Regions from separate parts of the Mus musculus genome. Here region 2 is linked to region 1. The links are chromatin contacts, called in public HiChIP or PLAC-seq maps. All regions are on one chromosome and are shown on one strand. The core of a region is the stretch at or near the end of the contact, and the rest is flanking DNA. Distances in the headings are between cores, read along the strand shown.

Evidence for each region. HiChIP or PLAC-seq counts read pairs in DNA pulled down with a chosen protein or histone mark.
Region 2: an H3K27ac HiChIP or PLAC-seq map of embryonic stem cells shows a contact between it and region 1, with 19 read pairs. The contact joins the promoter of A930004D18Rik here to the enhancer-like site in region 1. A contact is called at or near these places in 1 of 15 datasets of contacts at CTCF or cohesin (embryonic stem cells), 23 of 484 Hi-C or Micro-C datasets (embryonic stem cells, morula, reprogramming fibroblasts and 2 more), 14 of 115 datasets of contacts at active chromatin or transcription factors (bone marrow-derived macrophages, embryonic stem cells, expanded potential stem cells and 1 more) and 2 of 9 other capture datasets (adipose tissue and pancreatic islet).

What each region holds. Positions count from the first base shown.
Region 1 is chr2:17,976,054-17,979,900 of GRCm38.p6, reverse strand. No RefSeq gene overlaps it. Among named protein-coding and RNA genes, the nearest start is that of H2al2a, 19 kb to the left of the region's middle. Within about 2 kb of position 1,445, at least 21 of the 459 cell types and tissues checked have an H3K27ac peak or open chromatin away from gene starts, as enhancers often do. A contact at or near this core is called in embryonic stem cells, morula and trophectoderm, where this site is marked.
Region 2 is chr2:18,035,013-18,039,032 of GRCm38.p6, reverse strand. A930004D18Rik (RIKEN cDNA A930004D18 gene) reads left to right here and starts at 1,292. Exons shown (of 2, transcript NR_028376.1): 1 at 1,292-1,466. It overlaps Gm33085 (a long non-coding RNA gene), which reads left to right and starts at 3,811. Exons shown (of 3, transcript XR_001783238.2): 1 at 3,811-4,020.

The sequences.
Region 1 (3,847 bases), core at 196-2,695:
GTATAAGAAGGGATGAAAATATCCAGAATGTATTCTATGTAGTGAAAATTCCAGAATTTCAATTTCTTTAAAAACATAGAAATATTATACAAATGTGCCTTTGTTTTAATCCCAAGTGTAAAAACACAGGGCTACTTTAGACTGCTTGCTGCAGCTGACTATGATTTGCTGCATGCTCTAGCAGAGGTGTGGTTTTATAGGGAGGGGGGTTGTTGATCCTTGAGTGTGTGTGTGTGTGTGTGTGTGTGTTTGTGTCTTCTCGTGGAGCTGGGTGTGGGGGTAGGGAAGGGAGGGGCATGTTGGTTGAGGTTTGTTAGAAGCCATAGTCAAGGAAAAAACAAAAGTAAAGAATTAGATACAGGGATTTTTCTAATTTCTCTCTCCCCTCTATCCTTGTTTCTCTTTTATTTAGTGTTAGAGGTTGAAATGGTTGGTGGTGAGGATATAAAGGACGGGAAAAAGAAGAACCCAGAAAGTAGCAAAGACCAGCTACAAGCAAAGAAGAAACAAGAGGAAAGAAATTAGATTCAGAGATTTCTCCCTTTCTACTCTATCCTTCTTTCTCTCCCATCTAAGTGATAAGGAGTGGGGGGGGGGTGGGGTTAAAGGGTGGGAGAAAGAAGAAAATACAAAGTAACTAAGCCAGCTACAATTATATCTACATAGGAAACTAGCAAAAAATAATAAATATAAAAAGAAAACAAGGGGCTGGCGAGATGGCTCAGCGGGTAAGAGTACTGACTGCTCTTACAAAGGTCCTGAATTCAAATCCCAGCAACTACATGATGGCTCACAACCATCCGTAATGAGATCTGACGACCTTTTCTGGAATGTCTGAAGACAGCTACAGTGTACTTAAATATGATAAATAAATTAAAAAAAAAGAAACAAAAAGAAAACAAAAACAAGTATAGTAAAGAACTGAACTTGTCCAAAAGAGTTCTTGCCACACCCACTCCAGTGTATTCTGTATGACAAGTCCAAAAGCTTGGCCTCAGTCCTGAGTCGAACTCAGAAATCCATCTGCCAGCTGGGCGTGGTTGCACATGCCTTTAATCTCAGCACTTGGGAGGCAGAAGCAGGCGGATTTCTGAGTTTGAGGCCAGCCTGGTCTACAGAGTGAGTTCCAGGACAGCCAGGACTACACCGAAAAACAAAAAAACAAAGAAAAAAAAAACAAAAAAAACAAACCAAACCAAAAGGTTCATGGAAACTGGTCTCCAGGAGGTTCCGTAACAGGGATGTGGTCCAGATTTGTCCTTGATATAGTCTGTAGAGGGTTTCGCACACTTTCTTTCAGTATTGTTTTATTATAAGTGCCCCCAAGGAATGATTTGAGGAATAGTCAAGTTAGATTGAACATTGCTTCCTGGCCTCCACCCTTGTCCCAACCTCCTAGTCAATGGTTGAGCTGACCTTGGGCTTTGAATTTCGTAAGAATGTTACTTATTCAGACGAAATGCCTCCAGTGTTGATAGAGAGATAGTGAAAGAAAACAGGCGTTGCTGTTTACTGGAAAGAGTTAGAAATCTCAGCTGGGCGTGGTGGCGCACGCCTTTAATCCCAGCACTCAGGAGGCAGAGGCAGGTGGATTTTTGAGTTCCAGGCCAGCCTGGTCTACAAAGTGAGTTCCAGGACAGCCAAGGCTATACAGAGAAAACCTGTCTCGAAAAACAAACAAACAAAAAAAAAGAGTTAGAAATCTCAGGGCAGCCGGGCATGGTGGCATGCCTTTAATCCCAGCACGAGGCAGAGAGGCAGAGAGGCAGAGAGGCAGAGAGGCAGAGAGGCAGAGAGGCAGAGAGGCAGAGAGGCAGAGAGGCAGAGAGGCAGAGAGGCAGAAGCAGGCGGATTTCTGAGTTTGAGGCCAGCCTGGTCTACAAAGTGAGTTCTAGGACAGCCAGGGCTATACAGAGAAACCCTGTCTCAAATACCCCCCCCCCCCCCCCAAAAAAGAAAGAAATCTCAGGACAAGTTCAACTAAATAATCTTAGAATACTCATCACTGTCATGTTGGCAGACTACATTACATAATAGAAGAAAGAATGTGGGTTGTGGTTTAAGAAGGAACTAGAGTAAATACTTAGAATAACAGCTGAGTCACTCCCATATACAGGAATTTACAATGGCCTAAGAAGAAGGTGGGTTATACAATAGACTAGAATTGGAACTATGGCTAGGGCTTGAACCCCTTGTCCTTGGCTTCTAATAATAATCTGATTTTAGATAGGGCTGATTTTATCTCAGTTGTAAACACTGCCTGGTTCCTGCCAGTTTTCATGTATGTATTTTTTTTTGTTTTGTTTAAAGAGTCATAATGCATGACCTTAATGTATCTTGGCTGATGTATTACCTAACTTCCTTGTTTTCTTCTGTAATGACTATATAAGCCTGATGCTCGCTTTGAAAAATTACACTCAGATTCAGCACTCTCTTTTGTTTGAGTCTGTTTGTCACTTGCTGACTCCTTGCCCACCTGAGTACCAGAATTCTGATGGACTTTGCCCGTGGCACGTTCTAACCTTTGACTTAGGACCTTGGAATATTCTGTCAGGTACAGAGTTTTGCTTGCCTGAAATCTTTGGACTATACCAAAATGGGATTTAATGTGAGGGCCTTGGGTTGTGTTGGATCAATTTGTGTTCCTGAAGGACTGGTGACTGAGATGAGCCATTTGGGAAGCCAGTCACCCCAATAAAATCATGTACATCAAAGTTTGAGGAGTTTCCTCTTTGGATAACACATTGTCCATAGAGTTACAGACATCATTACTGGGAAGAATGAATGGTACCCATGATGCCATAGGGGGCCGACAACTGGAAACTCCTCCTTGAAACTCTTCTGGCTTTTGCCCATGTGTCCTTCCTTGTTGGAGTTTCCTTGATGGGTGTTAACCTGTATCCTTAGCCGTAGCAAATAAACTATAGCTGTGAGTGGCTTCTAGTAAGTTTTTGTTTGTTTGTTTTTGTTTTGTCTTGTCTTTGGTTTGATTATTTATTTATTTATTTTTTGAGATAGAGTTTCTCTACATAGTCCTGGCTGTCCTGGAACTCAGTCTGTAGACCATACTGGCCTTGACTTCAGAGATCTGTCTGCCTCTGCCTCCAGAGTGCTGGGATTCAAGGCCTACACCACCACAGCCAGGCTTCCACTAAGTCCTTATGAGTCCTTTTAACAAATCCTTTAACCTGAGATAATCTTTGGAGCCTTGAATTTGCTGGGGTAAAATTAAGGGTGACTTGTGGACTCTTCCCTCTGACTTTGTAGTATCTATTTCTCATGATAGAGTGTCTCCCTGGATAACTACTGATCTTTGGTTGTCAACTACTGCAGAATCATGATTGTGGGCTGTGTGGCACTTATTAGCTGATCTCACAGTAGGCTGATTGTTCAGTAATGATGTTCCAACTAGGTTCTTTGTCAGATTCTGTGGGAAAATAAAGACAGAAAGTTTTTTGTTTAAGGTAGGTAGTCTTGTTTATGTCCTATATGCTGAGAGGATACAGAAGGGCAGCAATTTCACACCCTGAAGTCTTCTCTTGCTTCCCATGACTCCTGGGTGCTGACGTTCTGAGATCTTTTGCATTGTCCTTGAAGACTGCCATGTTGGGATGAAGCAGTAGCTTCTCTGTTGGCTGTTGTCCAAGGAGTTGAGGACTTGATTCCAGACTTCCAAAGAGTTCCTTTGTTTTTGCTCTCTTACCCCATGCCCTGCTGACCCCATATCAACACCACTTCCAGAAGTGCTGATGCATCCGTTCTTGACTTCTGACTGTCTGCTGCTCAGAGCCTAGTCAGTTCTTGACTTTCTTTACTGTCAGATTAGGATTTAGTTTCTCAGGATGCT
Region 2 (4,020 bases), core at 43-2,542, 59 kb before region 1:
ATCTTCCTTTCCCTTCTTAGATGGCCCTGCTTCCTTCCGCACTCTCGCTCTCACCAAATTAGCTAGTCCATGAAATCCCCCTGGGTTTAGAGCACTTGTTTCGCGGATTGGCGTACAACCCATATTAACTATGCACTTTCTGCTATTCCTCTTGTGACTGTCCCTGATTCTTCCTTCTTTGCGGAGAGTATGATGCATTTTATTTTAGTCAATCGATGCGCACAAATACTGGGATAACACAACCCACACATCTGCGGTGGAGGCTGCTTTCAAAATTGAGTTTAGGGATCAATACTAAGTCGGAATGCTCCAAATTGCATGAATTCACCAAATTCAAGCCTTGGGCTCCCAAGCCCTTTTCCTGAGTAATTAACACACTCACAGGTTATAGCTGTGCATCTACACTTCCTGCCTCTCTCAAAACAGGATGCTTTCCTCCTGTGTATTTGGCTTTACCTAAAGATCACTTGGTTGCTTTGAAAAACACGACCCCCAAATTAGTGGAGCCAAACCCTGTCACCACCCTTCATGCTGATCTCCTCACCTTATTTTTCTAAGACCTAACAGTAGCACTTAGAAGTGGGCTAGTGGATGCTCCACAAACCTTTGCCCAACTTAATATTTCACTCGTGAGGGAGCAGCCAACACTTGGCTCCCAGGATTTCTAGATCTGTGTGATATTAGAGTTACAATACATGCCAAGCAATACTTTGTTGGATGATGGTTGGTTGGTTTTTATGGCCTGGATCTTAGCCACATAGACTGGTGTCTAACTAGGGGAGATGGACAGCAGTTGTCCTCTGTTGCAAAGGACAGTGAGTTTGACCAGAGACATGATTGGCTTCTGAACAAGAATTAGAAGAGCTTGCAGCCCATTAAGACTCTCTCTCTCTCTCTCTCTCTCTCTCTCTGTGTGTGTGTGTGTGTGTGTACAAACAGGTAGTCTGAAAGAAGTCCCTAAGAAAAACCACCAAAGAAACTAGGTTTATAGTGCATTAGAATATCCCAGTTTTGAAGCTCATGTCTGAGTCTTCCTTCAGGTTAGGTGTCTGGAAGAAGACAAAAGACTCTTGTTCTGTCCCGGGAGGAACTGGGAGTCAAGAAAAGCTTTGAGGTTCTCCAGAAGGAGCCACTCTTCTAATCAGGGCTATCAATATGTCTGTGTTTAACCCTATTGGATAAAGACTTAGTCAGTAGACTTAGACCCTAAAATAGTAGCAGCTTAGCAAGGAGCTCACAGATCTGTCAAAGCCTTCCCAGGCCGGAAGCTGGGGAGGAAGAGAGAGGGAAACGCCATTTGTGTGGCTACCATCCTCTTGACTAAGATGACAAACCAACCATTTCAACAGAACTCTCTTGGAAAGTTACTGAAGAAGCATTCAGAGACACTGGAAGGCTGGAAGAGAATTTCCATCCTTAGTGCTTGCCTCCTTTGGGTTAGCTCCAGGAAAAAACACAATGCTGTGGTAAGTGATGGTCTGTGGTGAGGCACAGAGGGACTGTGCCAAACTTAGCAGCCACCTTGCCCCTCTCCTGTGAAAGTTGGATGTCACACAAATGCATAGGCTACAGCTTGCTCAGGGGCTGAAAGGGCAAACTCCTCAATCTCTGAAACACCCTGGAAGGGCCTGGACTCCTGGATCTGCCAGGAAGAAAAGCATGACTCACACTCATCCTCCTCAAGTTCCCTGTTTTCCCTCCTTGCAGATGAATACCCTGATCCCCTGATCATCAGCAGGGAAAATGTCAAAGGGTAGTTTGCTTCCTCTGCGTTGGGTCCAAAGATGCAGTCCCAAGGAAGGCTAAGCTTTCAGATTTTTTCATCACTACACCTATTTGAATTAAAAACTGTATGTTATAGTAGAAATTGCCATAGACAGGCTTATTCACCCTTTTCCTGTCTGTCTTCCCTTTTTTCTTTTTCCACCCTCTTAGCTCCCCCCATTCTTCCCCCTACCTAACCCTCACACTCAGGTGGAAGCCTTTCTCCTGGAGTGGAAAGAAAGGAAGAGCTAGACTTACAGCAGAGTTGAGAGAGGCAGTATGGAAGCTGTGGTCACTACTGCACTTTCTTGCTGGGATGAAGGGTCAGAGCATCCCAACCTCTTGGCCCTCAAATGCTGAGATGCTCTGCTTTGAGTGTGGCAAATAGCATGTACACCACACCCAAAGAGCTCCATTCCATACACACCCATGCACACGGCTATGGGTCCGACACAGAGTGCATTGCCAGATGCAAATGTACAGAGGTGCTTTTAATTTTGTTCCAAGTGTTACACATCATGTGGCAAATTGGCCTTCAGAAAGCCAATTTTATTTTTTTCTGTTAATAATAAAAGACTTCTTAAACAAGCTTAAAGTATGTGATTGAGAATTAAGAGTGTACATCTTTATGGCTCAAGTGTTTCTTATCTGATTTTAAAAAGAAGACTAATACACTTTTTTTTAAATAAGGAAGGTTTTTTTGTTTTTTGTTTTTTTTAATGGAAGAGTTTGGTTAACGTTAGAACTGTCCAGTGGTTCTGCTGTTCACATGCGTTTAAGAAAATAATAAGAACATTTAAATCCTTTAAAAATCCTTTTACATTTTTAATGGATTGTGAATTTTAAAAAGTAAGCTAGGAAATTAGTCATATACTCTTACCATCTTCTTGATAAAAATTATCTATGAAATGTCCACTTTACCTAAACTATCAGCATTTCATATTATCTTAAACATTTCAACCTGTGTTTGTAGTTGTAATATGAGATTATAGTAAAATACAACGGAAGCATAACTCATTTTGTGAAACTTACATGGGGAGAAAATATTACTTATTTTGCAGGTGGGTAACCGGGATTCTAAAATCTTGTCACTTGCATTAATCTCTTGTTGGTCTGACCTGGTTGAGATCTGACACAACAGAAGGATTTCCAGATGAGTTGGAAGCACCCTGATTGTGAACTTCCCACAACTCTCTGAGCTGAACTTTAGTGTATACTTCAAGACTGGTCTTAAATGTGGTCTTCAATGGGAAGAAAAGTGCAAAAATTTTTTTGTTAAGGAAAAGAAAATGAGGAACCTTTTAATAAATACTGTTAGGACCATTGAGTCCAGTTACCTTCTATAATGTGAATGGAAGGAATCATTATAGCTGACTGAGCCGTTGACATGGTTTCTTCATTCAGGATCCTGGCCAAAGGAATAGCATGTCAATGTGTAAAATTCTAGCCAAAGATAAGCCATTACAATGGAAATCGCAATGTGCAAAGTCTCATTGAAGCCAATGAAATTGAGTGTAATATCCATACAGCATTCTCATCTGCTTGCTCCAGGATTTAGTATGCAGCTCTGCACTGAAATGAGATTATGCATATAAAATGCCAATATAGAATACACTGCCCAATAAAACATTAGAAGAGCAACTTACAGCCCATAGACATGGGCTTTACTTAAATTTGAACTTCATATACAAAATAAACCAGAGCCCCATCAGAACACTAAATCTACACCATGCCCTAGATCTGGATTTTCATGCTTCTTTCTGCATGACTCCCCGACCCCCTCTCCTATCCAAACACAATTCTTTTAAGGGCACTCTTCAAATCATCTAGCAATTCCCAAAGGGAACCCAGGAGTCTCTTAAACTGCCTTTCTAAATTAAAGGGCCCCAAACAATGTAAGTGCATTTTTGACCAAATACATATATTTGTATGTGAATGGAATTATATATACATATATCATATATACATGTACATATTAGAAAGCATTTGGATCTGAGAACCTATGGTTTCATTAAAAAAAAAAAAAAAAAAAAAAAAAAAAAGCCCAAAGGCACCAAAGGGAAAACACCCCCACAGTGGATTACAGGGTTATGGGACAGGTCACTAGGAACGGGAAATAAAACTCAATGTTAGGTTTGGTCTGTAAATTATGCACCTTTCAGGAAAGGGGGTTGAAGGTCTCTTCACTCAAGGGGTTTTTTTTCCCATCCATTTTGCTATTAATTCTTAACTCTTGGTAGGCAGTTCTTTAATGAG